Regions from separate parts of the Mus musculus genome. Here all the other regions are linked to region 2. The links are chromatin contacts, called in public promoter capture Hi-C maps. All regions are on one chromosome and are shown on one strand. The core of a region is the stretch at or near the end of the contact, and the rest is flanking DNA. Distances in the headings are between cores, read along the strand shown. Region 1 holds the start of Zfp780b (zinc finger protein 780B). Region 2 holds the start of Zfp790 (zinc finger protein 790). Region 3 holds the start of Dyrk1b (dual-specificity tyrosine-(Y)-phosphorylation regulated kinase 1b). Region 4 holds the start of Psmc4 (proteasome (prosome, macropain) 26S subunit, ATPase, 4). Region 5 holds the start of Zfp607a (zinc finger protein 607A). Region 6 holds the start of Zfp59 (zinc finger protein 59). Region 7 holds the start of Zfp974 (zinc finger protein 974).

What was found. Promoter capture Hi-C pulls out the DNA fragments that hold promoters and counts their contacts. Capture Hi-C pulls out chosen DNA fragments and counts their contacts.
Region 1: a contact with region 2 is called in a promoter capture Hi-C map of liver, with 7 times the contacts expected there. The contact joins the promoter of Zfp780b here to the promoter of Zfp790 in region 2. A contact is called at or near these places in 4 of 39 promoter capture datasets (the C10 cell line, cranial neural crest, hippocampal neurons and 1 more), 1 of 484 Hi-C or Micro-C datasets (B cells), 2 of 115 datasets of contacts at active chromatin or transcription factors (large pre-B cells and microglia) and 2 of 9 other capture datasets (adipose tissue and liver).
Region 3: a contact with region 2 is called in a promoter capture Hi-C map of adipose tissue, with 3 times the contacts expected there. The contact joins the promoter of Dyrk1b here to the promoter of Zfp790 in region 2. A contact is called at or near these places in 7 of 39 promoter capture datasets (cranial neural crest, hippocampal neurons, liver and 3 more), 1 of 484 Hi-C or Micro-C datasets (CD8 T cells), 3 of 115 datasets of contacts at active chromatin or transcription factors (large pre-B cells, microglia and thymic regulatory T cells) and 2 of 9 other capture datasets (adipose tissue and liver).
Region 4: a contact with region 2 is called in a promoter capture Hi-C map of liver, with 4 times the contacts expected there. The contact joins the promoter of Psmc4 here to the promoter of Zfp790 in region 2. A contact is called at or near these places in 8 of 39 promoter capture datasets (the C10 cell line, cranial neural crest, hematopoietic stem and progenitor cells and 4 more), 1 of 115 datasets of contacts at active chromatin or transcription factors (astrocytes) and 3 of 9 other capture datasets (adipose tissue, liver and macrophages).
Region 5: a contact with region 2 is called in a promoter capture Hi-C map of liver, with 5 times the contacts expected there. The contact joins the promoter of Zfp607a here to the promoter of Zfp790 in region 2. A contact is called at or near these places in 4 of 39 promoter capture datasets (the C10 cell line, cranial neural crest and liver).
Region 6: a contact with region 2 is called in a promoter capture Hi-C map of liver, with 6 times the contacts expected there. The contact joins the promoter of Zfp59 here to the promoter of Zfp790 in region 2. A contact is called at or near these places in 5 of 39 promoter capture datasets (the C10 cell line, cranial neural crest, hippocampal neurons and 1 more) and 2 of 115 datasets of contacts at active chromatin or transcription factors (astrocytes and embryonic forebrain).
Region 7: a promoter capture Hi-C map of liver shows a contact between it and region 2, with 6 times the contacts expected there. The contact joins the promoter of Zfp974 here to the promoter of Zfp790 in region 2. A contact is called at or near these places in 1 of 39 promoter capture datasets (liver), 1 of 115 datasets of contacts at active chromatin or transcription factors (astrocytes) and 2 of 9 other capture datasets (adipose tissue and liver).

The regions. Positions count from the first base shown.
Region 1 is chr7:27,977,385-27,981,578 of GRCm38.p6, reverse strand. It overlaps Zfp780b (zinc finger protein 780B), which reads left to right and starts at 2,422. Exons shown (of 6, transcript NM_001081021.1): 1 at 2,422-2,489.
Region 2 is chr7:29,813,632-29,817,489 of GRCm38.p6, reverse strand. It overlaps Zfp790 (zinc finger protein 790), which reads right to left and starts at 1,418. Exons shown (of 5, transcript NM_146185.2): 1 at 1,201-1,418.
Region 3 is chr7:28,178,569-28,182,411 of GRCm38.p6, reverse strand. Dyrk1b (dual-specificity tyrosine-(Y)-phosphorylation regulated kinase 1b) reads right to left here and starts at 2,096. Exons shown (of 11, transcript NM_001271370.1): 1 at 1,986-2,096; 2 at 740-903; 3 at 1-51. The coding sequence starts at 2,064. It overlaps Fbl (fibrillarin), which reads right to left. Exons shown (of 9, transcript NM_007991.3): 8 at 3,369-3,514; 9 at 3,143-3,281. The coding sequence ends at 3,257.
Region 4 is chr7:28,048,801-28,052,689 of GRCm38.p6, reverse strand. It overlaps Psmc4 (proteasome (prosome, macropain) 26S subunit, ATPase, 4), which reads left to right and starts at 2,598. Exons shown (of 11, transcript NM_011874.2): 1 at 2,598-2,707; 2 at 3,488-3,586; 3 at 3,711-3,889. The coding sequence starts at 2,672.
Region 5 is chr7:27,858,905-27,862,853 of GRCm38.p6, reverse strand. Zfp607a (zinc finger protein 607A) reads right to left here and starts at 2,269. Exons shown (of 5, transcript NM_001024726.2): 1 at 2,098-2,269; 2 at 265-317. The coding sequence starts at 297.
Region 6 is chr7:27,836,278-27,840,028 of GRCm38.p6, reverse strand. It overlaps Zfp59 (zinc finger protein 59), which reads right to left and starts at 1,445. Exons shown (of 5, transcript NM_011762.3): 1 at 1,320-1,445.
Region 7 is chr7:27,926,921-27,931,019 of GRCm38.p6, reverse strand. Zfp974 (zinc finger protein 974) reads left to right here and starts at 1,562. Exons shown (of 5, transcript NM_001374027.1): 1 at 1,562-1,725; 2 at 3,567-3,619. The coding sequence starts at 3,587. It overlaps Gm26891 (a long non-coding RNA gene), which reads right to left. Exons shown (of 2, transcript XR_881914.3): 1 at 2,931-4,099; 2 at 2,546-2,673.

The sequences.
Region 1 (4,194 bases), core at 1,173-3,672, 1.8 Mb after region 2:
TTATTTTGTTTGTTTGTTTGTTTGGTTGGTTGGTTTTTTTGAGGCAGGGTTTCTCTGTGTAGTCCTGGCTGTTTTGGAACTCACTCTGTATCCTAGGCTGGCCTCCAACTCAGAAATCTGCCTTTCTCTGCCTCCCAAATGCTGGGATTAAAGGCATGCACCACAAGTGCCTGGCTTTTTTTGTTTTGTTTTGTTTTGGAGACTTGTCTTATAGCTCAGAATATATAACTTATGTCAATAAACATTTCCTTCTCTTGTCATTGTGAGGAGTGTTGCATAAACCTAAGACCAAGTAGGTAGTGCCAACATTAATAAAAACAGAGTAAATGTCTCAAAGACAACCCAGGAACAAGCAGAAGACTGCAATATGGAAACTGTACAAACAACAGAACATAGGTTAATTTAGGGAGGTCAAGAAAGGCAAGGGTTAGCCGGGCGTGGTGGCGCATGCCTTTAATCCCAGCACTCGGGAGGCAGAGGCAGGCAGCTTTCTGAGTTGGAGGCCAGCCTGGTCTACAAAGTGAGTTCTAGGACAGCCAGGGCTATACAGAGAAACCCTGTCTTGAAAAACAAAAAACAACAAACAAACAACAACAAAAACAAACAAAAAAGAAAGGCAAGGGTTTGTAAATGTAAAATGGAGGTCAAAGAAGTTGTTTTGAAACAACATTGCCTCCAAGAATGAATAACAAAAAGACATCAGTCTATACTTGAAGAGAAACTTAACCAACAGATGTGCTCACAGAAATCATTTTTTTTGTGTGTAGAGTAAAAAATGGGCCTTGTACACAAGTATGGTCTTCGAAGGAGACTAGGGACCATTTCTGCTACATGTGTGTAAATGAAAGCAGTAATTTCAAAGCGTCTGGATTTCATTACATTTTAACTGTCTCCATTTTGATATGTTTTCTAATTCAATTATGCCCTATTGCTTTTCTGTCTGTTCTATTCATTATTGAGGTTGAAAATTATTGAGGTGATGGTGGATTTGGATGTCATTCTTTTTTTTTCTTTTCTTTCTTTCTTTCTTTTTTTTTTTTTTTTAAAGATTTATTATTATTGTATGTAACTACACTGTAGATGTCTTCAGACACACCATAAGAGGGCGTCAGATCTCATTAGGGATGGTTGTGAGCTACAATGTGGTTGCTGGGATTTGAACTCAGGACCTTCAGAAGAGCAGTCAGTGCTGTTAACCACTGAGCCATCCCTCCAGCCCTCACAATTTGATCTCCCCCCACCCCCACCCCCTGCTTCTTTTCTTATTTATTAGATATTTTCTTTATTTACATTTCAAATGCTATCCTGAAAGTTCCCTATACCCTCCCCCCTGCCCTGCTCCCCTACCCACTCACTCCCACTTCTTGGCCCTGGCGTTCCCCTGTACTGGGGCATATAAACTTTGCAAGACCAAGGGGTCTCTCTTCCCAATGACGGCCAACTAGGCCATTTTCTGGCTGTCATTCTTATTACTACCTTATTACTTACCAGGCTTTCCCCCTGCTTCGTGCCTGAAGCTGCGCTATTAGTACTTTTAGTTTATTTTAGTTTTTAGGGAGGGTTTCACTCTATACTTGTAGCTGGCTTCAGTCTCACACACATGCAGTGAGCTGTGCCTCCCCTTTGCTGGGATAAAAGGCATGTCTTACCACGCGCAGCCATGTTTATTATACTTGATGACTTGGCCTCTTTATTTACACTGGCAATGTTGTGTCCCCAGTCTGTCTCGATTATCAAATCAACCTGAGTCTTCATTACGGTCACTCGTAATCTTCTAGAGTACTGAACTTTAACATATTTTCTGTAGTTGATACTCGGTTGAGTCTGACTTGTTTTCAAATCCTCCTTGTTTTCATCCTTCAACGTGAGGTAAATTACTGTCTAACGGACACGACTCAGTTGAAACTTTCTGATGTGTTCCTCACTCACCGTTTTCTATCTAGGTAACAGGGACCCTGAACTCAGGGAGGGTCCAGAACACCTGGCTGTCTGAAATCGCTGATGTAAACTATCCACGTTTAACACCAACAATTCTTTAGTTTAGTCTTTCCAAATTTACCATAGTCCCTACCAGGTCACAGCGAGGTGGAATCCCACTCAGTGGGACTCAAGTCACTTATATCCCATTCTGATCTTACTTCCTGTTCTGCTTGTCAGTCCGCTCCAGGGAAGAGAAAAATCAGTGGCGCGCAGAAGCGGAAGTACCTTTTGAGCACCACACGGGAGCTTTTAAAGGCTGTGCCTTTTTGGAAAAACCCCTGACACCACCAGGCGCAGCTCCCAGGTGGGCTGGTCCCAGTAGCAAGCTCGGATCGCCCTGAACCTCTGAGCTCTGGGCTTCCCGGAGTTCCGCCGCAAGGACTACATTTCCCAGGGTCCACCGCACCGGAAGTAACGGATCGAATTCCGGTGTCGTGTATCGCTCCCTTGAAAAGTCAGGTTTTTCTCGTAGGTGGAAGAAATCGCTCTATGGCCTACGTCCTCACAGAGTAAGATCGGAGCCAGCATGCTGGGTGTGGGTGTGGGATGGATGTTGATATTTGTGTGAGTGTGTAGGGGCGGTGATGTGTGTGTCTGTTTCTCTGTATGTATACGCACCTTGAGCACTCTGCATCTCCTGTGTCACTATGCTTGTAGCTTTCTGCTCCTGCTTTCTCTTGCAGGCACAGGGGCTGAAGCAAGGAAAGATCAGGTGCAGAGTCTGAAGGGAAGCTTCCTTTGAGGTACATGAGTAGCTGAGGCCGGAAGTGCCTCCGAGGGGCCCCTAGGGGGATAAGATCCCTAGGTTTCCCTGAGCTGTAGCAATGCGAGTGTTGCGGGAAGGGAGGGAAAGTGCTCATTGAGGATGCTCTCAGATCTAGTTTGGGATCTCAGGCTTCCTTGGGCTCCCCACAGGCTCCCCATTTCGGCCATTATTCCAAAGGAGGGCTAGAGAAGCATGAGATCTTTATTGCTACTCAGCTAAGACTCAAGGGCGAAGTTTGTGCTTTCTCTCCGTGTGAGAAACGAGGCTTTAGGTTTAGACTATAGAATTGTCAGTAAATGAAGGAGTAACAGACAAACTGATAGCTCCAACTTTGTGGCTCTTACATTGTTCGTTCTCCTCCCAATTAGTATTCTCACTATTGTTTCAGTGATCCTTGATATCTCTCAATAATCAGACCTTTCCCCTAGACTTTATAGATAAGAATCTCCAGAGGTTAACCTTAGGAATCTCAAACTCAAACCAATTCCTATCCATGGCATCACATAGCAGATGGACTTTGATCTTTATAGACCTTCCTTTCAAAGCAGGGGGACTTCAGGGGTGCTGGTGCTGCTTGTATTTAATGCTAAATACTGGCTCCCAAGATCTGGTGTCCCCCCCCCCCCACCCTTCGCCATGAGCAGATCCTCACATACTCCAAGTGATGCTATGTGAACTTTGCTCCCCAGCTTAAAACCTGAGTTTAAATAAAACTAGCCACAGCCAGTTCCTGAGAGGAATAGAGAGAGGTAGAGTTTGAGTAACTGAGCTGTGGGTCTCAAGTAGGCACCACCAGGGGAGGAGAGAGAACAGAGGCAGAGCACAGGGGAGGAAAAGACTAGAGAACAGGAGGTCTCCAAGAGCTGGACCAACCGTTCCTGACAGAGTGATATGCCTCCCGGGGACACCAGACGGCTGGAGCAGAAGTAGCCCTGGAAGTTTGAAACAGCAAGGATTTGGGAAGTGCAGTCGAGCCAGTCGCCAGACTGTCATTTAGAGATATAGATTAGGGTCATCCCGCAGTAATTGCACAGAACCTAATAAATAAATATGGTAGTTTGAGTCTCATTCACTTAAGGTTAGATGGGATGTGTTTAATAGGTGTTCTGTACAGGGGAAAATGTAGGTGGTAGACGATTTCTGTTCACTCTTGAGAACTTTGGGAGTGGAAAAGTGATAGCACTGAATTTGGCATCTTTGAGAGCTAGTGATTTTCTGACTCTGTGTGTGTGTGTGTGTGTGTGTGTGTGTGTGTGTGTGTGTGTGTAATGGGTAATGTTGGCCAGGTCCAGATGAGCAATGCCATGGCTGATAGTGGGTGTGGATCTGTGGTATCGGGTTGGAGTCTTGGTTCTGTTCCCTCAGGCTCTCCAGGCCTGTCAGGAACCTTAGGATGCCTGTGGTGAAGCCTGTTAGTGCAGTGCCACCATATCCTAAGGGCCTGGTGT
Region 2 (3,858 bases), core at 169-2,668:
GGGCTACATAGAGAGGCCCTGTCTCAAAAACAGAAAGGGAATGGGGCAGGCTTATGGTACTGAGGTTTCTATTTAATTCAGATAAAGAAATGAGATGACATTTACCTTCTAAATCTGGCTGATCTGGACACACACCGTTGCGGCTGTGTCCACTGACTCTGGATGCTATGGACACACACCGCTGTGGCCGTGTCCACTGACTCTGGCTGATATAGACACACACCGCTGCGGCTGTGTCCACTGACTCTGGCTGATCTGGACACAAACCGCTGTGGCTGTGTCCACTGACTCTGGCTGATATGGACACACACCGCTGCGGCTGTGTCCACTGACTCTGGCTGATATGGACACACACCGCTGCGGCTGTGTCCACTGACTCTGGCTGATATGAACACACACCGCTGTGGCTGTGTCCACTGACTCTGGCTGATATGGACACACACCTCTATGGCTGTGTCCCACTGGCTCTTAAGTACTGTGTGCAGCTTGTTTTAATCATGGTGATGCTGCTCTCTGTAATAAACTTCCGTTTATCACCTTCTGGAGCAGGGCATGGTAGTTCACACCTGTTATCCCAGACCTTGAAAGTCAGGAGGACGGCCTCTGAAGGGTGACCAGGGCTAAACAGCAAGATCCTGTCTAAACAACAAACCAACAGAAACCACTTGACAAGAGGATCTGGAGTTCAGGTCAACCTTGGTTATAAAGAGAATTGCAAGCCAGCCTCAAAATCAAACCTTACCTGTGTCTCCTCAGGAACTCTCTAGAGAAGGGACGATGTCTGCTTGGGGTACCCTGAGCGTTAATAACGCCCCCCCCCAAAAAAAAACCACCCCGACTGACAAAACACTGTGTTAAAAATAAAAAGTCGGCTATATTGCCTGTAGATTGCCTACGCCGCACAATTAACTTACAGAAAAATAACAATGCTAATTAGTTATTATCAGCTATACATTTTCCCTCCCACAGACACTCCAGAAGACCGCACTTACTAATCGTAATTTGAAAAGAAAATGAGATTTAGGAAGCTTCCGCTATCTCTATAATCTCAGCCACTCCTGTACAGGGATCCATCCAGTCGAGACCCAATCCCCAAGAACCATTCGATCCGCATACAATGTCTCCTCCCCACAACAGCTCGCTCCACTCACAAAGCGCCACAGCTCGAGCCCAACTCTTGCTCACGCTCATTTTCCTTACCTCGCAGTTTCTCTGCCGTCCAACTCCTCCCAGATCCAGCCGCGCATGCAATCTAACCTCCCTATGCTTTCTCTCACACACGCTCAGGGCTGTCATTGCGTACTCTTGCACCTACAGGACGAGGCTTCCTCTTGGTCAGACTGCCAATGCTGGGTTGGTCTTAGCGCTGGGGTCCTACATTCCGGTCTGTGGCCCCAACTTCCAGCAGGAAGTCGAATTCGGAACAGCCTCCTTAGACAGATTTCCGCCTGGGGATTGGATGACTCAGCCTACTCGAGCCATGCGCCTCCGGTCACCAGCACGGCCTTGAACTACATTTCCCAGAATACCTCGGTTCCCTGGAAACTCGCAGTGCTGAGATAGTGCTGGGTCGAGGAGCCTGATCTAGGTCTATGAAGTCTTTCACCGCTGGGATTTCCTCACGATTCCGACGAATAGCCGAACACTTTGTATCTGTTGTTCAGGCCACAGCTTTCAGCCCCTGACATTTCCAGGCGTTGTATTTCCCTCTCCTGGGAGCCTTTTTTAAGGAGTGGGCAGGGTACTCCTGACAGGTTTGGGGAGAACTTTAGGGATAATGAGACGCCTTTGGTGCCAAGGGTTTGGATGCACCATCCTGTGCAGTGCAATGAAGCTGACTCCGGGAGATCCGGAGCTGTGTAGAATTGTTATCATGTGTCTGGGTGGTAGTCTAGGGGATATGGAGGCAGAGAGGATTCCTTGATTGGTGAGTATGATCGCATCCATTGTGTGTGTGGCTGGAGTCTGTGTGACCGTTTTGTGCCATGCTTTTTTTTTTTTTTTACCAGTGTGAGGTCCCTCGAGTGTGAGGTCCCTGGGCTTTTGTGTTTGTGAGCATTTGCCTAACTTTGGGAGCGTGTGAGGTGACCGACTGAGGTGTGACTGCTTCCCAGTGGACCTTTTCTAATTTCGGTAGAGGTAAGGTGAGGGTGGGGGCAACAGTGACTGTGATTGGCTCTCCCTGTTAAGGCTTCCGTGTGGGGTGGATTGTATTTTCGTTTGAGGCACCCATAGCTTTTGTGTCCCCGTGGTGTGGGATTAATTGGAGAGTCACTATAGGTGAGGCAACTTTGTACCTTTGTGACTCCAGCCAAGGGGACTTGTGTCACATCCTGGGGGTAGACTCTGTCCTTATCTACAGTCACCCTACTTTTGTCTGGTGTTTCCATTGCATAGGAAGCCCCTAGGCTTCTCTGATTTCTTGATAGGTGCTATGGCTGTTGGGCCAAAATGATCTCTGAAATGGTTGAATATGCATCTACAAGAGCCTAGTGTGTGTCACACTTTTTTTTTTTTTTAATTCCCGAGTTCTGTCCTGTAGCTTATGATTTCCTGACATCCCTTTACTTTTGTCAAGATGTGGCTTGTTTTCCTCCTGTTGAAAATTCTGGCCCATCCTGTGACTGCATTCCTGTAGTGTACCCTGAAGTGGAAGTTTAAGGAAATGTCAGGTGATGCAGACCCATGTGATATTTGGAGAGAGTATAAATAGGAGTCAACCCACAGTGACTAGTGTATAGCTAGCTTTGCATTGCTTTGCTGGTTTCAAGTCTTTGCTGATCTTTGCTTCATTGTACCGTATTAACTGCTCTTAAGTCCTTTATCATCCTCCATTTACCTGATTTCTTTTCTTTCACAACACAAAGGACAATTCCATGGGCTGGTAGACTCTTCTACATGTTGAGCCTCCAGCTGCTCTTATACCAGTTGTCCAAGCGCCTGCAATTTGTTGTTGTTGTTGTTATTGTTGTGGGCCATCTGCCATACTAGTCTGTTTAATAACCATTTTAGAGGCAAGGTTGTTGGTGCATCAGCAGTGTCCACTTTTATAAGTTTGGAAATTCAGTTGCTATGATGTCCTGTTTTGGATCATGGGCACAGCTTTTGACTTTTTTGATCACCTGTATTAATACCTTCCCCAGGAACATCTCCCATATCACACCTGGCTTCCTCATATGCTGTCCCTAGAACTGCAGAAATATTTATTTTAGTACCCCACTGTTGTAAAAGATCCCTTCCCCATAAGTTTATGAGTAGATCAGCCACATAAGGTCTCAACTTACCTGTTTGCCCTTCTGGTCTCACACAGGTAATCCATTGGACACTTTGTCTTATTCGTGATAACTTACCGATTCCTATAAATTGTGTGTAAACCTTCTGAAGTGGCCAATCTGGATTCCAAAACTTTTGGGAAAGTATATGTCTTAGTTAACATTTTATTGCTATGAACAAACCCTATGACCAAGGCAACTCTTATAAGGACAACTTTTAATTGAGGCTGGCTTACAGGTTCAGAGGTTCAGTCCATTATGATCAAGGTGGGAACATGGCAGTATCCAGGCAGGCATGGTGCAGGAGGAACTGAGAGTTCTACATCTTCATCTGAAGGCTGCTAGCAGAATAGTGGCTTCCAGGCAGCTAGGATGAGGGTATTGAAGCCCACACCCACAGTGACACACCTATTCTAACAAGACCACACCTACTCCAACAGGGCCACACCTTCTAATAGTGTCACTCACTAGGCTAAGCATATACAAACTGTCACAGTATACTAACATCAGCTTCTGTATCCACCAAACCTTCTATGGCACCACCATTCATTTGTACCATTAATTTGGGTTGCTGATCATTGATCAT
Region 3 (3,843 bases), core at 847-3,346, 1.6 Mb after region 2:
CCGGAAGGCCAGGGGCAGTCTCCGGGGCAGGAGCCGCACATCAGGTAGTACCTGTGGTAGAGCGGAGCAGATGCTGAGCACAAGCCTTCACCTCAACTTCCAGGGAGAGAATGGGAAAGCTGACGACTCACTGACCATGCCTACATTTCTCTAGCTCCGATCCCACCTGTAGAGCACAAGCACACTGTGTGGGCTCCCCATTCATCTGTTCATTATGTGAAATGAGTGATTTACCTCTGGCCTTCCATTCTGCCCCAGGTCAGCTCTTTTGCTCCATATCTGGGTGTTTACCCCTGAATCTTTGCACCTGAGACCACCATTATGGGGAACCATGCCAATGAATTCCCTGTATCCATGTCCTCACTCTCAAGTGAGTGTTTCTGCCCAGTTACAAAGCTCCTGGACTGGGTTAGTCTCCCTGGTCTCAGCTTATTCTCATTTCCACCCCCCTCGACATCTCTCTCATGCCCCTTACTCCAGACCTCGTTCTTGTTGTGAACCTTCAGACCTGTGTTCCTGTCTGCTCTGTGCCAGTGACAGTTCTGACCCAAGACACACATTACACTTCAAAACCATGCTGTGAGAGGGCAGGCCACGGAGAAGCTCAAGGATTCCGTCCTCAGCAGGAATGAGGGTGGACTGTGAGGCCTCCAAAGTCCCCAGAGATCCTCCAACAATCATGCTCTTGTCTGGAGACCCTTCAATCCTCAGGCAGGTGAGAAGCCAGCTGAATGCCTACCTGTGTGTGTTCCTGGGGCCCCGGAAAGCCAGAGAAAGGACCATGGCCTGGTGGGACGGCCATGGTGGGCTCAGAGGGCCGCAGGGGCGTGAGGCCTGGAGCGGGAGCCCGGCCGGGGGGCGCCTTCTCGCATCCTGCACCTCGGCTGCCACCGCCGCTGAGACCTGAGAGCAGGTAGGAAGTGGGAAGACAACATGGAACAAGAAGGCATGTAGGTCAGGGTCAGTCAGAAGAGGTGGGTATGAGTTAGGGGCAGGACCAGGGGGAGACAGGGGACAGGGCAGAGCACCAGCACCAGGTAGCCATGTACAAACAGAAAGGGTAGCAAGTGGGTTAGCACAGCGTGTCTCTCAACAAATGAGGAGCCAAAAAAAATGAATGAAGCATCACATCCAGAGATGTAAAAGGGAGCCATCAGAGCCAGACAGGGGTGGGAGAGGGTGGGTACAAGGCCAGGGCAGGAGGGATAGAAAGAGGCCAGGAATTAGGAGAGCAAAAGAAGGCAGAAACCGTGTAGAGTCTGGGCAGTAGAACTCAGTCCTTCAAAATTTTACTGGTGGCCAGCCTGAGTCCCTCAGATAAGGCCCCGCCCTCACACCGTCTTCCCTCAACACCAAGGGCCCAATTTCAAGCCCAGTCTACCCACTAGTTTCTTTCTATTCTAAAGAACATAGCAGTCCTTATGGACCTCCCAGCAAACCCAAGGTTATCTGAGAACTCCTTTACATGCAAGCTATAGATGTTTCAACCACCTCGGCACTTTCCCCTGGGACCGACTCCATACTCCAAGACCGCTCCCTGCTCCCTATATGAGGTCTCTGGAACCAGAGATCCTTCTTTTAAGCAGTCTATATTTATCCCACTAGGATTCCCCCATTACTCCAAGACCCCTACTCCTCAGGAAAACAAGGGAGAGGTGTCATTTTTCAACATCTAAGAGTCACGGTCTTTTTCTTCTTTACCCTGAGGTCCTTGCTAGCTCCTCTATTTCTACGCTGGGTCATTCCACAATTGAGCCTATTCCTAGAAGGGCCTGACAGCCAAATCCCTAAATATCGCACAAGACTTCACTCACTAAAAGTGTCCTTCGGAACAAAATCCCCTTCTTAGGAGCCTCCCCCTTGTCAGATCCCCTTCTATGCTATGTCTTGCCACTCCAGGTCCCCTTTATTGGGGCTTCACAGATAAACAACCTCTTCCCGAGCCCTCCCACACTAGGACCAGCTCTTACAGCTCCCACCCCTACCCGGGTCAGGGATGGCGCTGGGCCCACGGGGGGCTGGAGCGCGATGGGGACCCCAGTGCGGTGGGCGAGCGGCCAGCATGGCGGCGGTGGTGGTGGCGGCGGCGATGAGGAGGTGGCCGCCTGTCCCCGGCCCGGCTAGCCTAGCCAGCCCCGCGGCGGTGAGGGCAAGCGGGACAGGCGGCCCGGTGGGTGACAACAGCAGCCGCCGCCACTGCCACCGAGGGGGAGGGGCGGGGAAAGGAGGGGACGAGGGTCAGACCAGGGCACGCGGGGGAAGGGGACAGCAGGTGGACGGGGGAGGGGCGGGTTAACCCTCGCCCTACGGCCCAGCCCCGCCCCGCGTGGCCACCCGCCCCCAGGGACCCTGGCGTCCCGCCCCCCACCCGGCAGGCCCGCCCCGGCCAGTGGAGTCCCGGCGGGCGGGGCCCAAGAGAGCCCGGCAGGCCGCACCTCCCATGGCAACAACCGCGCCATTGGTTGTTGCTGCCAAGAGCTTAACCAATTAGCACTCAGGGCAGCTGTTGCTAGGCGACAGCGAAGCGGCCAGCGCAGCCGAGCCCAAACAAAGGGCGGGAGTGGGGCCTGGCTGCCCCCTCCCCGACTCCCTCTCAGGACGGCTCCCTCGGGCTCAGCCTCTTCCAGGAATCCAGCTATGAAGAGCCGGACTCCGCTGCAACGGCCCAAAGCCCCCTCCTTTCCCTTGCTAAATCTCGCGGGGACGGGCAGGGCGGTTCCCGGCCTGCCCCCCACCCAAGCGTGCCGCCCCGCCCGTCGCAGCACCCTTACCTGAGGGCGTGGGTAAGGGGATTCAAACTGCTCGGGGAGCCCGAGCTCAGACCTGCCCACTGGCTGAGGGTGTCCGGTGGACGCGGCGAGCCAGGGCCCCGATTACCCAGTAATGCAACCAGCAAAATGGCGACCACAACAAACCGGCCCCCCTGCCCCGGCTCCGCCCCCACATCATTCACGTGACCTAGCGGAGCACAGTGCGCCTGCGCCTTAAGGGTGCTGAGCCGCGCACGTGCGGAGCAGCCACCAATGGAGCATGCACCATGTGACCGGATGAAACTTTCCAGGCACCACCCCCCGAAGCACACAAAGTTGATCAAGGGCGCATGCGTCTCGAGGCCACTTAGCAATAGGCACCAGACAGGGGAGACAGATGAGTCTTTTAATAGAAAAACAAAACAACTCCCCCGCCCCCAAAAAATCACAAGCCACACGTGCAACAGTAACAACACACATCTCTTCAATCCAGACAGCTCTGAGTTTCAGTTCTTCACCTTGGGAGGTGGCCTGTGAGGAAATCAGAGGGGGTCGAGTTGTAACCACTTTTGGCTTCTCAGGGCCACAGGTAAGGGAGAGGTCTGTTGTGACACTCACCTGTACACACCGACAACCACGGCGTGGTCTCGCTCATAAGGCTCTAGCGTCAGCTGCTCCTGCGGCTTCATGTTCTCCTGCTGCATCTTCTTCACTTCAGATGCAAACACAGCCTCTGCTGACGCAGTGGAGTCAATGCAGTTGGCCTAGAAAGGAGTCAGGACTAAGTTACAGATTTGGAGACCCAGGCTTTCCCAATTTTCTAACTTCATTAAAGAAGTTTTAATTTGGCTCACATTGGAAACAGGTTATTTCATTTATCTAAGGCAGTGTTTAAGGTCAGGAATTTTCTTCCATATCCTGGAAGCCCAGCTGGCAAAAACAGAACAAATGTAGCAATAGCAGCCTGGTCTACAGAGTTGAGTTCCAGGACAGCCAGGGCTATACAGAGAAAACTCTGTCTTGAAAAAACAAAAACAAAACAAAACAAAAAAAAAACCCAAAAACAAGTGTAGCAATAGGTTGGCCAGTTTTG
Region 4 (3,889 bases), core at 1,349-3,848, 1.8 Mb after region 2:
AAGAAGGAAAGGAAGGAAGAGAGAAAGAGAGAAAGATGTCTCAATGGTTAAGAGCACTTTCTGCTCTTCCAGAGGACCTGGGTTCAATTCCTGGCACCACTTGGTGGCTCACAGCTGCCAGTAACTCTAGTTCTGGGGTTTCTATCGCCCTCTTCTGATCTCCAAGAGCTTTGGCATGCATGTACATAGTGCACACTCATACACATGAATAAAAAAGAACTTAGAAACATATTGTTTCAGGGTCAGTGAAGTGGCTCGATGGATGAAGGTGCTTGCCTGAGTTTCATTCCCACACCCCCACAATTAAAAAAAATGTAATGTAAAATAATAGCAACAGCAGACCATTGTGTTCTTGTGGACAGCCGGAGGGCACACAAATTCCACCAGAGGCTGCTGCTTATTCCGTGGTATAAAAACACCTGCAGCGGGAAAGGGAAGCAAAAAGGCTCAGCCTTGGTGAGAGTCCTCTACTCGGCTGGAACTCAGGCTGCAGTGGTTTCTGCTGGGTGGCTGAACGAGCCCTCTTTGATGTTATTTACCCGCTGCCTGCATTTGTTCTTGTCTTTGGAAGCCTCACCCTACAGGAGATTACTCTGCCCACATCTCTCCAGTGAGAAGCCCAGCTGGCTGCCTCACCGGGGCTTTCCAGGTGATTTTTGAAGGATGACTATGAGCACCCAATCTGATGGTGATATCTGTAGGCTTGCTTGTCTTGCTTTTCCTAGGAAGCATTACTCAAGAAGACGCCCGGGACTCTCCATGGGGATTCTTCCAGCTGCCTTGATGGGGAGTCATCTATATGGTGCTTCTACTTGTTTTAAATGGCTTTTTGCCTCCAGTAGTGAGTTTCCGTAGGCTTTTGCCCCATCAGTAAATTTCCATTTCTCTGAGACATATGCCACTCCCCTCTAATGTACTGCAGATCTCTTACCTGTTACACCACAGAGAGGAGAGAGTGCTGGGGTGCCCACACTTACCTCAGCCAGGCAACAATTCAGTTATTTCCATGTCAGTGGACCAAGACATAGGCCTGCTACAGAAGAGCTACATAAGCACCATTAGATCAACAGAGAACAGGTGGCGTGGAACTCACCAGCGGGACACCTTAAAACCAAAGAAAAACACAGCCTCCTAATAGCTGGAGAGCTGCCTCTCTCAACTATTTGTATTGCCTGCCAACAAACTTCACCTTTACTTTGTGGTCACTGTTTTTCTGTCTTTTAATTCTTCAACTGATGGAGGGAAGGAACCCACCTGCTAGCCAGTGTGAGAGCTACTGTAGATTCTCCATACCATACAGAACAGATAGGACGTTCAATTTGTGCAGCATTATGTAGCTAGAAAATAATGATTTGTGCCTGCTACCTATCTGTGCCCCAATAAAAAGTTTACTTAACAAAAACTATAGCTGTTATGAAGTGTGGTAGTGTATATCCCTGGTACAAGGAATACAGATCTAGGTTCTAACCCTGCTTTACCAGTTGCTCAAGTGACTTCAGTGCTTGGCACCAGCTTCCTTCTTTGTAGAAGAGAATATAATACATACTAAGGATTTTAGCTGGGCTTGCTTAGCATATCAAAGTTCCTGAGCCATAACAACAATCAAAACTCAACAGGAGGCTGAAAAGATGGCGCACACAGTCTGTAACTCCAGTGCCACAGATTCCTATGCCCTTTTCTGGCTTCTGCATGTACTGAATCCAGGTGCACAAATTCGCACTCCGATATACACATGTACACGTAACTAAATATAAAATCCTTTCAAAACGTTTAATTATGTGTAAGTGTGTTTCTGCTAGCGGGGACGTGTGCTTGAGTGCAGGTGCCTGCAGAAACCGAAGGAGTTGCCTACAGATGCTAGTGAGCTGCCCCACCTGGGTGCTGGGAACCGAACTCGGGTCCTGTAGAAGAGCCACAAGTGTTCTTCAGCACTGGGCCATCTTGACAGCCCCTAAAAATAATGTGAAGAGGACAGAGAAGAAAAGATTCGACAGGACTCCGCAAAGATCTGCATTCGCAGCTGCCTCGGTTTCTCCAGCTTTGGTACGATCTGATTGGCTCCTCGCCGTTCTGTGACCTCTGCTTCTCTCTTCAGGTGGCGGCCAGAGAAGGTCAAGAGATTCTTCTGTGGAACTAAAGGCTTCTTTAGTGCCTCTCGTTTCTTATACTTAGTTATGTCTGCGAATTCCTTCTAACAAAGCTCTGGAGTTTTTAACAAGTTAGGACAGGACTTGATTAATCTTCATATTCTCAGTTCGGGGCTGGCTTTGTAAAGACAAGAAAGTAAAAAAGTGGATAATATTAAAATCAATCAATCAATCCTCTGGAGACTTTTCTTCAAGAGCAACTCGGCCGCGCCATCTACTGGAGAAACCTTCACAACGCGCGACGGGCCGCGAAGCAGGATGGCGCCAGAACAAGAGTTACTGCGCACGCGCAACATCCTTGCGGGTCCGCGCGCGCGCGCCTGGAGCGCAGAGCGCAGGAACCCATCTTGGGGGCGGAGCCCAGGGCTAAGAGTTTCCCGCCCTTCCTGTTATCCGGCCCGTCAGGTCAACCCGCAGCGGTACCTTAAAAACTACGTTTCCCAAGATGCTCTATGTGAAGGACTTCCGTTGGCGTCAGCGGAAGCCGTGACTGGCCGGGCTGCACTGAGGCCGGCTTGGTCACTATGGAGGAGATAGGCATTTTGGTGGAAAAGATTCAGGTGCAGTGGGGATCTGGGTTTCTTAGCGGGAGCTGGACATGAGTGGGGTGCTGAGGGGTTCTCAGGATCCCAGCTCTGGGCTGGGTGGTTTCAGAGGCCTCGGTGTCGAGCTTTGGGTGGTCCCGGGGCCTGGCGGGGTAGTCATGTTGTCAGGAGGGCGGCAAAGCTCAGAAAAGCAGAGCGGGAGGAAAGTGGCGTTGAACTTAAAGACTTTTCAGACAGAACGGTTGCGAGGCCTGGAGAGCTGTGCTTACTAGCTTTTCGGTTTGGGGTCTGGACCAGGTGGAGGATGATGTATGGGGGCCCCGTGGCCTAGGTATGTTCGTGGCCAAGGGACCAGTGGACTCACTGTGCTTGGGACGTGAACGGTGAGGCGTTAAGTATTGGTTGTGGTTTGGCTGAGTGACCTTTGGCTTTAACGTGAGTTGGGAATCTGACATGAAAGCTTTTGGGGGGGGGAGGGGAAGAACTGGGTAATGAGACTCTGAATGTGACTCTGACTTTAAAATCCATGGGACTTTTAGAACCTCTTGAGGGGACTGGGATGCTAAGGTTCGGTATGGAGCTGCTGCAAAACTTTCATGATGAGTTTTGTTTAAGGGGCCTACTATTAGCAATCTACATAGGGGACTGAGCAGCTCCTGTATCTATTGAGAGATAGTGAATGATGTCAGGTACTGGAGACATAGGTGACTTGGTGGCGAAATAGGAAGAACGCTTTCGCTGATTTCACGAGATGATTCTCTGCTTCCAACACCAAGTTGTCTTTACCGTCTACAGGATGAGATTCCAGCACTGTCCGTGTCTCGGCCGCAGACCGGCCTGTCCTTTCTGGGACCCGAACCTGAAGACCTGGAGGACCTGTACAGCCGCTACAAGGTGTGTTCAACCCTAAGCTGGCTCCTGCATACCTCCCATCCCCCATCACATACGCCCCCCCCCCCACCTCCCACTGTGGTACGGCAAGGCTGCAGCCAACCCTTTGCCCTCCCTGTGCGTGCAGAAGCTGCAGCAGGAGCTGGAGTTCCTGGAAGTGCAGGAGGAGTATATCAAGGACGAGCAGAAGAACCTGAAGAAGGAATTCCTCCACGCCCAGGAGGAGGTGAAGCGGATCCAGAGCATCCCCTTGGTCATCGGTCAGTTCTTGGAAGCTGTGGATCAGAACACAGCCATCGTGGGCTC
Region 5 (3,949 bases), core at 1,020-3,519, 2.0 Mb after region 2:
GGGACTGACACCTCCACTGCAGGGACAGTCCTCCCTGAGCACAGACCAAGCAGAGAGCACACGTGGAGGAACGCATTCAAAGTCAACCGCAGTGCACGCTGGGAAGAGGCACAGACAGGAAGTGCTCAGACCTGCCAGCCCTCACTGGAAAGGGGCAGACTGGGCTGGGGGAATCCGGATCCTTGGGAAGCTTCAAGAGGGAAAGAGGGCAGGAGTCACATAACCTGAAGTCACCCTATGTCAAAGAGAAAACTGTCAACTTACACAGACCATGTGTTGAGAACTGGAGCTGGCCATTCTTCTTCAGGCTTCCTCTCCTGGGGGACAAAAAGAAAGCCATTCACTGCATTGTGACTTGATGTTCCCAGGCTGACTTCTGTCACTGTGATGTCATCGACTACATTTATTTCTCAAGCCTCCCCACTCACTCTCTCCCCTCCCACCGCTCACAGCCTCCCACACACAAATTGGAAGCACACAGGAGTCTACACAAAGCCAATCCCCCCCTAACCCAGACAACCCACGGCCAAGGGGGCAGTGTGGGAGTGCAGGGCACAAACATGTCTGCCTTGAACTCCTCCAGAAGAGGCCAGCAGAAGGGACCCATCTTCCACCCTGAGCTCCAGCTCGCCCTGCACCTGGGCCGCTTTTTTTTTTTTTTTTTTGTAGAGACAGGGTTTCTCTGTGTAGCCCTGGCTGTCCTGGAACTCATTCTGTAAACCAGGCTGGCCTGGAACTCAGAAATTCACCTGCCTCTACCTCCCAAGTGCTAGGATCAAAGGTGTGCACCACCACTGCCCAGCAATCGCATTGTTTCTCACACTCCCTTGTCCTGCAGAACACTGAGGGGAATGAACCCAAGATGGCCTCACAGAGCAACAACTAAAGCACACCAGGCCCTTAGGATATGGCGGCATTGCACTAACAGGCTTCACCACAGGCATCCTAAGGTTCCTGACAGGCCTGGAGAGCCTGAGGGGACAGAACCAAGACTTCAACCTGATACCACAGATCCACACCCACTATCAGCCACGGACGGCATTGCTCATCTGGATCTGGCCAGTGTTACCCATTACACACACACACACACACACACACACACACACACACACTCAGAAAATCACTAGCTCTCAAAGATGCCAAATTCAGTGCTATCACTTTCCCAGCTGAAATGGTGAACAGACATAGTCAACCACCTGCAGTTTTCTGCTGCTTTGAGAGGCAGGCCTGTAAAGATAGGATGAGTGATGCCATTGAAATAGGCGCCAATTTAACAGATCGGGATGTAAAAGCCCTAACGCTAACCTCTGGAGACTCCTATCTATAATTTGTTCAGAAAAAGAAGTGATTGTAGAGAGACGATGTCAAGGGATGTCATTGGAAGGATAATGCGAATACTAAGTGGAAAGGGAAGGGACAATGTAAGGGACACAATGGTGGAGGTATCAATTTGCCTGTCCCTCCTTCAGTTACTGACAATTCCATATTCTAAAACTAAAACCTCATTTTCAAACAAAGCACAAGCTCATTCTTTAATCTTTGATGTGCAGCAATAAAGTCCTTATTCTACTTCAGCCCTCCTTTGTAATGGCTGAGGCACGGAGCCTGAATAAGCGCGAGATCCCAGACTATATCTGAGAGCATCCTCAGGGAGCACTTTCTGCTACTCTGTCAACACTCACGTGGCTAGGATAGGGCTCTGGGAAAGTCCTGGGGCTCAACAAGTAGCTGCCTGCTCTCTTAAGCAACCCTGGAGACTCTTCCGGCCTGAAATGCTCCTCCCATGCTCAACTCTGGGCCTCAGGGAAAGCTTCCCTTCAGTGCGGACTCTTCTCTCAGAAGCTTGGTCCTCTGCTTCAGCCCCTGTGGCCAGGGGAGAAAGTAGGAGCAGAGAGCAACAAGCCGGGTGACACTGGGTGACAGAGATAATGCAGAGAGCTCAAAGTGTGCACACTCGGACAGACAGACACACACACACACCACCACCACCACCACCACCACCACCACCTGCAGCAGCACCGTCCCCCCACACATAAATACACAACCACCCCACACCGCGGTCCACATCCACACCCAGCCGGCTGGTTCCCGCCTTACGTGGAGACCGAAGCCAACTAGAGATTTCTTCCTCCGACCAGAAAGATCGGACTTTCCGCATTAGCGGCACCAGGACACCCAGAGCCTATCCACTACTTCTTGCCATGGTGGCCCTGAAAACTACAGCCCTCGCTACCGGAGATCCGAGAAGCCCAGGGCTCCAGAGAGATCCCAGCATGCAACTTGGCCCAGCCCATTTGAGAGCTGCGTCCTGTGGCTTGTGAGAGTTCCCAGGGGGAGGGGGGTACTCCCCGACTTTAAAGGGGAGGCTCCCTCCTGTGATCAAAATAGTTCCGGGTTCTACTAGTAACTGATTTTCTCTCCTGTGGAGCTGACAGACAAACTGAAGTTTTAAAGTTCAAAAGAAGTAAGATCAAATCAGGCTGTAATTGGCTGTATCTTTGCTTGAGACTGAGTGGGATTCCACCTCGCTGTGCTCTGGTGGGGACTATGGTAAATTGGAAAAGACTGAACTAAAGAATTGTTGGGTTTGAACGTGGGTAGTTTAGCGATTTCAGAGAGAAACAGAAGTTCTAGACACTCCCAGGGTTCATTGTCGCTGTGTTGGAGTTCAGGAAGTCGCCACTCAAACCTTATATACATACACCAATCTCAGTTAAGCAAGACTAGTGTATTAAACACGTACCATAATACTGGAGTTCAGGACTGCAAAAAGGACTCGGGAGCCTAATTGTAGTACTGGTCTGCTCTCAGGGTAGGCTTTTTATATGAGAAACCAGGTTCAAACGTTTAAAGGGCAGGGAGGGGAGCTGTTGGCTTCCTAGGCAAAGTATATTTTTAGCAACCTTTAAGCTGATAGGACCTGAGTAAGGTGGGGGGTGGATGGGTGGTGAACTGGGGAATTTCAGAACAGTGAGATAACAGAACATGAGTATTAAAACTTTTTGGCTTATTAGCAGCATTCTTCAATGTCAGCCCCAAAAAAAAAAAAAAAAAAAAAAAAAAAAAAAAAAAAAAAAAAAACACTGAGCTCATATGCAGGTACAGGAAGAGCTGCCCAGTGGTCAGCTTTACTCAAGATATTTTAGACATAACAGTTGCTATTTACCTTTGATTCAATGGGTCCTACATACAGCTTTGTGAAATAAGATAAGCAAACCTCATACAGATCATTGAGAGCACACAGAACAAAACAGGGTATGTGGCCAGCGTGTCCCTGAGCTCAGTCACTTCTCTATGTCAGTGACTGGCAGGCATGTTACAGCAACACTGTGAAATAGCTGGCAGGCATAGAACAGAATGGCTGCAGCTATGCTGGGGAGCAGGGGAGTCAGACCATAGCATCTGTTATCTAGACGGGAGAATGTGAGTGAGAGCCAGATCGGTATGCATCAACAGAGCTGTGCCCATTAGGCAGTCACTTACATCATGTTGGACTGAGTGGATGAAGGACTAGCATGTCCAGGTAGCCTAAACAAAAACATACACGTGTTTTTAGAAAACCCTATTTATTGTAACGTGACACTATTGAACTTTCAAAACTACTTTTGTTGTCTCCTGTATTTACACGAATTTTCCAGAATGTGAGTAAACAAATGTTGACGAGACTAGACCACGCTAGTAATAAAAGTAACCGCAGTAAAATGTAAATTATCTAAACGCCGAAGTATAGGTTTGTCACATTAGATTGAAAAACAAGTCAGACCCAGCCATGTGTTTACTACAGAAAAAATGTTAAAGATAAATACTCCAGCAGATTCAAAGTGACCATCCTCACATAGTCAAAAGGAGACTAAATTTGATTTTAAAGTCGAGGCAGATTTTGGGCCAAAGGACATTGCCAGTGATAATAAAGAGGGCAAGTCAGTCATCAAGTGACAGTAAACATGGC
Region 6 (3,751 bases), core at 196-2,695, 2.0 Mb after region 2:
GTTCTGAAGGTCCCATTTTGTGGAGACATTAGCCACACCTTGACTCATGCTGTCTTTGATTATCACGGAGACATTATCATTAAGAGGGGGGGACTTTCCTTAAAAGAGGGAATGTACATGATTATACAAACCAGCCTTAGGTCCGGAGCAGCCATCCACGCTTGTGGCCCACATCCCCTGGCCCTGTCCCAGCGGCAATAACCAGGTAAGGAACCCAAAATGACCTCACAGAGCAACAACTAAAGCACACCAGGCCCTTAGGATATGGCGGCACTGCGCTAACAGACTTCACCACAGGCATCCTAAGGTTCCTGACAGGCCTGGAGAGCCTGAGGGGACAGAACCAAGACTCCAACGGGATACCACAGATCCACATCCCTATATTTAAACATGGCATTGCTCATCTGCATCTGGCCAACATTACCCATTTTACACACACACACACACACACACACACACACACACACACAAAATACCTAGTCCTCAAGGATGCCAAATTCAGTGCTATTACTTTCCCACTCCCCAAATCCTCCCTGGTGACCAGACCATCTATCGCCTACATTCTTCCCTTGCTTCGAATGAAGGCCTGTAAAGATCAAAGGCCATCTGAGGTGTGACACCATCAAGATACAAATTGATTTAGTTGAGAGCCCTAACGCTACCCTCTAGAAATTCCTAGTTACAACATCTCAGGAAAAGGTAGAGATTGTGGGAGAAGACGCCACGGATCATTGAAACTAAGTGGAAAGGGCAGGGACAATGTAAGGGACACAATGGTGGAGGTATCAATTCGCCTGTTCCTCCTTCCCTCACTTCCATTCCATATTCTAAAACTAAAACCTCATTTTTCAAACAGAAACAGAAAACTCATTCTTGAATCCACATCCCTCTCCAGCCCTCCTTTGGAATGGCCACCTAGGGAAGCCTGAGTAAGCATGAGATCGCAGACCATATCTGAGAGCATGCTCAATGGCTGCAGCTCTGAGAAAGTCAGGGGACTCAACAAGTACCCTCCCTCCAAGACGACACCCCCGTCCTTAAATTATAGCCCTAAGCTCAAGTCTGAGCCTCGGGGAAAGCTTCCCTTCAGACCCCGCACCTGACCTCCCCTTACTGAAGCTTGGTCCTCTGCTTTAGTCCCTGTGTCCCTGAGAGAAAGCAGGAGCAGACAGCGACAAGCACAGAGACACAGATTATGCAGAGAGCTCAAGGTGTGTATACAGTTAGACTCAAAGACACACACACACACACACACACACACCATACAGCCACCCCACCGCCTGTACACACCCCTCCCAGCCCGCTGGCTCCGGTCTTACTCTGGGGAGACATAAACCAAAAGCCTATGCGCTACTTCCGGCGCGGTGGTCCCGGAAAACACAGTTGTCACAAGCAAAGCCCTGGAGAAGCCTGGAGCGTCCCGGAGATCCCGGCGTGCAACTCGGGCCAGCCCATCAGAAAACCGAGTCCAGTGGCTTGTGGGAGTGCCCACGTGGGTGCGCGCTTAAAGGGGAGGCGCCCTCCTTTGAGCAAAAGGTACTTCCGGTTCTCCGCGTAACTGATTTTCTTTCTCCTGTAGAGAAGACGGAGGAGTCTGAATTCCCTGCTTTAGATAGAAAATGTGACTGAGGACCGTATCGCTATGTACCAACAGAACTGTGTCCGTTAGGCAGGCTAGACGAGCCTCTTAATAAAACTAATCGCATTAAAAGTACTGTAAATCGTCTAAACGCCAAAATTTGCCACATTTAGATTTGAAAAGTCAGACCCAGCTATGTGTTAACTACAGAAAATATATTAAAGATAAATACTCTAGCAGATTCAAAGTAACCATCTTCGCATGATCAAAAGAAAACTCAGGTCGATTATAAAATGGAGGTAGATTAATAAAGAGGCCAAGTCATCAAGTGACAGTAAACATGGGCGTGGTAGCAATGGCTTTTATCCCAGCGATGGGGAGGCACAGCCAGCTGCATGTCTGTGAGAAGAGACCACCGAGGACTACCCAGTGAAACCCTGTCTAAGAACTAAAATACACTCAGATTATGGTGGCACATGCCTTTAGTCACCGCCCTAAGGAGGCAGAGGAGGTGTCTGAAAAAAATTAATTAAAAATAAACTCAGAATACACTCCTACTGTCTTGAAAGGACTAAATAAACTAAAATTCAGAGGATACCCCAAATGTCTCAAACAAATAAGTACATAAATACATAAACAAAATTAACTCAGAGTATACTCAAATAGCACACCTTTAAACATGAAGAGGGGGGAAGTCCCGCTAGAACAATAGGGAATGATAGCAAAATCAATCAACACATTCAAATGTTGTCAATTTAAAAAACTGATAGAACAACACCCTCCAAGAGCAACAGAGCATAGCTGATTTGGACAGCATCTCAACTCTGAGTGAAGTCAATAAAAATGGAGACACTTAAGCTCTAATGACACGAGGGGATCTGGAAAGGGAACTGTTCCTGTACGCTCACCTGTGGGAGAAACGCTCATTACCTGAAGATGTTGCTGTGGAAAGCTTTCTCTTTTATCCTTTTTTCTTGGCGGGGCATCTATTACTTCATATATTTTGTATTGCACTTTTAAATATTAAAGACTCCATCTATTTTGAGTTATCCCACGAGCAGATTACTGAGGTAGGCAAGGAGTCTCCAGACAGACCCAAGTGACTGCTTCTGCAAAGCTTGGGTTTTGTTTCACCGGCTTTTGGATCATTTATAAAGATGCTTAGCCTTCTGTCATCCAATGTGTTCCGTCCTCCTTTCTCTCCACAGTGTGATTCTGGTCGGTCTGCTCCATCTTTCCTGTGTCACAGTTCTTTTCTTAGTGCTACCCCTTATCCTTCATGGAAGTAAAATCAGTTAATTGCCCTCTGTTTTCTCCACAGGAGCCATGGGGCGCTGAATACGTAACTAGAGATTAATGTCCACCATAAGTGTTTCCTTAGCTACAGTCACTTGAATTCTTCCTGGGGTGCTGCAGGCCACATCCCCAGTCTCAGCTCTCAGCTCTTTCTGCCTCTGTCTCCTGCTCTGTGTGTGCATAGCTTCTCCCTCCTCCTCCTCACACAAAGATGCATCTGTGTTTCTTTTCAAGTTTTCTCCTCTCCTGCTTCTGAAGGTGACTGTAGGCATGTGTTGAGAAATCCCTGCATTCCCTTCCCCCTTCCTGATGGACCCTCACTTCACACCCATCCTCTTCTCTTCCACATCTATCCTGTGAGTGAGCCGCCCCTCTCCACAATGAGCACTGATTTCCATACTCTATCATGTTCTTATGTGGGGTTTTGGTTGTTGCTGCTTAGGTTTTGCTTTTGGTTGATTGGGCTTGGTTTTTGTTTTGTTTTGCTTTTTGTTTGTTTGGGTTTTTTTTTTTTTTTTGACACAAGGTTTACTCTGTGTGGCCTTGGCCGTCCTAAAACTTTCCCTGTAGATCAAGCTGGCCTTGAACTCAGATCTGCCTGCCTCTGCCTCCCAAGTGCTAGAATTAAGGTGTGCACCACCATCTGGCTGAATGTTAGGTTTAGAATAATGTCACACCCCCATAGACTCATGTGAAGTGGCATTATTGGGGGTATGTCCTGAGCAGAGTATTTGTGGCTTTGAGGGAGGAAGTGTGTCACATGGGGGTGAACTTGGAAGTTTCAGGAGCTCAAGCAAGACCCTGTGTTTCTCTATCTTCCTGATGTCTTAGGTCCAGATATACAACTTTCAACTACCTCTGCAGTGCCTTGACTGT
Region 7 (4,099 bases), core at 313-2,812, 1.9 Mb after region 2:
CGGAACACATTGGCATGACAGAAGGCTAAGCATCTTTATAAATGATCCAAAAGCCAGTGGAATAACAAAACAGGAAGCTTTGCAGAAACAGTCACCTAGATATAGCTGGGGACTCCTGGTCTAGTATTAGCCTATGGGATATCTTAAAAATAGATACAGTCTTTAAGTTTCAAAAGTGCAGTAGAAACAAGTGCTGTCACCGGAGTTTTTTGTCTTAGCCATTCTGATTGTTGTAAGGTAGAATCTCAGGTCATTTTGATTTGCATTTCCCTGATCACTAAGGACTTTGAACATTTCTTTAAGTGCTTCTCCATCATTTGGGATTCCTCTGTTGTGAATTCTCTGTTTAGCTCTATACCTTATTTTGTGGTTGGGTTGTTTGGATTTTTGAAGCTTAGCTTCTTGAGTTCTTTATATATTTTGGATATTAACCCTCTATAGGATGTGGGGTTAGTGAAGTTTTGTCCCACTCTATAGGTTGCTGATTTGTCCTGACTACGTCCTTTGCCTTACAGAAGCTTTCCAGTTTTATGAGGTCCCATTTATCAATTCTGGATCTTAGAGCCTGAGCTCTAAGACATTGTTGGTGGGATTGCCAACTGATACAACTACTCTGGAAATCAATCTCGAGGATCCTCAGAAGTTTGGAAATAGATCAACCACAAAGACCCAGCTATACCACTCTTGGAATATACCCAAAAGATGCCCCACCATACCACAAATCCACTGTGTTCATAGAGGTCTTATCTGTGAAAGCCAGAAGCTGGAAACAACCCAGATGTCCCCCAATGGAAAAATGGATACAGAAAATGTGGGTCATTTACATAATGGGATAGTATTTAGCTATTAAGAATGAGGACATCATGAGTTTTGCAGGCAAATGGGTGCAACTAGAAAATATCCTGAGTGAGGTAACTCAGACACAAAAAGAGTAAAAGGCATGTGCCACCATAATCTGAGTGTATTTTAGTTCTTAGACAGGGTTTCACTGGGTAGTCCTCGGTGGTCTCTTCTCACAGACATGCAGCTGGCTGTACCTCCCCATCGCTGGGATAAAAGCCATTGCTACCACGCCCAGCCATGTTTACTATCACTTGATGTCTTGGCCTCTTTATTATCACTGGCAATGTTCTTTGCCCCCAAATCTGCCTCCATTTTATAATCGACTTGAGTTTTCTTTTGATTATGTAAAGATGGTCACTTTGAATCTGCTAGAGTATTTATCTTTAACATATTTTCTGAAGTTAACAGATAGCTGGGTCTGACCTCTTTTCAAATCTAATGTGACAAACCTGTACTTTAGCTTTTAGACCGATTACAGTACTTTCAATGCGACTAGTTTTATTATGAGGATCGTCTAGCCTGTCTAACAGACACAGTACGGTTGTTGCATAGCATGTGGTCCTCAGTCACATTTTCTATCTAGAGCATCCCTGCCTTTTTAAGGGCGAGAAAATCAGTTCCCCGCAGAACCGGAAGTAACTTTTACTCAAAGGAGGGCGCCTCCCCTTTAAGCGCGCACCCCCGTGGGAACTCCCACAAACCACTGGGCTCCGCTCGCAGATCTGGCATCCCCGCCCCCAAGAGCCGGGCTTCACGGGGGCTTTGCTGGTGATAACTGCATTTTTTAGGGTCACCACGCCGAAACTAGCGCATAGGCTTTTGGTGTTCTGGTGCCGCTAATGCGGAAGGTCCGATCTTTGTGGTCGGCGGAAGAAATTTCAGGTTGGCTTCGGTCTCCATGGAGTAAGGCCTGAGGCAGCCGGCTGGGAGTGGGCGTGTGCGGACGGTCGTATAGGGTCGCTGTTTGTTGATGTGATAGTGTGTGTGTGTGTGTGTGTCCACACCTTGATCTCTCTGCATTATCTGGGGCTCTGTGCGCGTCGCTTTCTGCTCCAACTTTCCCTCGCGACCACAGGAACCAAAGCAGAGGACTAAGTTTCAGTAAGGAGAGGTCAGGCTAGGTACAGACTTGAGCTTGGGAGGAGCATTTGGGGCTGAAAGTGCCACCGAGGGTGACCTAGGAGGGTGGTTACTTGTTGAATTCCATGACTTTCTCAGAGCCCTAGCTGTGTGAGTGTTGAGGGAACTGAAGGAAAGTGCTCAGTGCGGATGCTGCCAGAGCATGATGGGGATCTCATCCTTGCGCAGGCTCCCCGCGAAGGCCATCAGTCAAAAGGAGGGCTTGAGAAGGATGGGATCATTATTGCTGCCCATCTAAGAGTCAAGGATGAGTGTACTCTTCTTTTCTGTTTGAGAAATGAGTTTTCAATTTTATAATATGGAATTGTCAGTAAATGCAGGTAGGTGAACGTACACATTCATACCTCCACCGCTGTGGCCCTTACGTTGTCCCTGCCCTTAGGTCCTGGTGTTCACATGACCATTTCAATTACCCTTGACTTTTTCTCCCTAAATCACTTCCTTTCCCCACATTATAGACAGTGCTCATCTTGGGTTCATTGTCTGCAGGGTATGGCAGGACAAGGGAGTGTTAGAAAGAATGCAAATACTGGTTGTATATTTAAGGAAATGACTCATAAGCTCTAGTCTGTACAGTGTACATTTTAATCTCAGCATTTTGGGAGGCAGAAGCAGGAGGATCATTGTAAATTAAGGATCAGTTTGATCCACATAGCAAGTTCCAGGAGGGGTGTGCTACAAAATGAGAACCTGTTTCAAAACAAGGAGAAAACGAAATGAAGGTAATAATGAAGAGCAGAATTTTAAAATTTGTATTGTGTTCAGTGTGATAATTTTACAGAGCACAAGGTGGTCCTCACAGAGCCCAAGGCAGGACAGTTGTGTCAGCCCTGCGGAGGTTGAGAAACTCAGTTCTAGGATCAAAAGACCTAGGACACCCAGAACAAACTTAGCATTATTTTGTTCAAAATCTCCCATAATATGGAAAGAGGGAAACATATACTCACCTCCTGTGACAGGATGTTTTACAGCTAATTATCTTCATAAAGGATCATGGCTTGAGACAACATAAGTGTTATCATAGATGAGGGAAGGTTCTCAGGAGAGTGGTCCATGGTGCACAGTCCCATTCACTAACAGTGGGCACAGAATGCTGGACGCTGCCTGAGCATCACAGCTGCAGCCCCTCCAGCCTCGCTGTGCTTCAGCCCTGAGTTTACACAGGAGGGGCCACCTGGATGCTGTGAGCCCCTGTGAGCCTTGATAGGTGGGGTTCCAGTAGGAAGATCTGAGATCTGCGCACAGTAGGAGGAGCGGCCCAGGTGCAGGGCGAGCTGGAGCTCAGGGTGGAAGATGGATCCCTTCTGCTGGCCTCTTCTGGAGGAGTTCAAGGCAGATATGTTTGTGCCCTGCACTCCCACACTGCCCCCTTGGCCGTGGGTTGTCTGGGTTAGGAGGTGATCAGCTTTGTGTAGACTCCTGTGTGCTTCCAATTTGTGTGTGGGAGGCTGTGAGCGGTGGGAGGGGAGAGAGTGAGTGGGGAGGCTTGAGAAATAAGTGTAGTCGATGACATCACAGTGACAGAAGTCAGCCTGGGAACATCAAGTCACAATGCAGTGAATGGCTTTCTTTTTGTCCCCCAGGGGAGGAAGCCTGAAGAAGAATGGCCAGCTCTAGTTCCCAAGACATGGTCTGTGTAAGTTGTTTTTCTCTCTTGGACATAGAGTGACTTCAGGTTAGGTGACTCCTGCCCTCTTTCCCTCTTGAAGCTTCCCAAGGATCCGGATTCCCCCAGCCCAGTCTGCCCCTTTCCAGTGAGGGCTGGCAGGTCTGAGCACTTCCTGTCTGTGCTTCTTCCCAGCGTGCACTGCGGTTGTCTTTGAATGCATTTCTCCACGTGTGCTCTCTGCTTGGTCTGTGCTCAGGGAGGACTGTCCCTGCAGTGGAGGTGTCAGTCCCACAGGGAAACAGGGGCCTTGGGGGCTTCAGAGCTTTGAGGGGATGGTCTCATTGAGTGCCCTGGGAAACCTGATTGACATCTGTGGTGTTGTCAGCCTGGTGATGAATTGTTGGAGAGTTTCCCCTATGCATGGGTGTGAGGAGATGACTTCCCCGAGGAAGCCTTAGGGGAGAGTCCAGGTGTCAGAGGGAAAGGTCATCCAGGCTGTGATAGGGA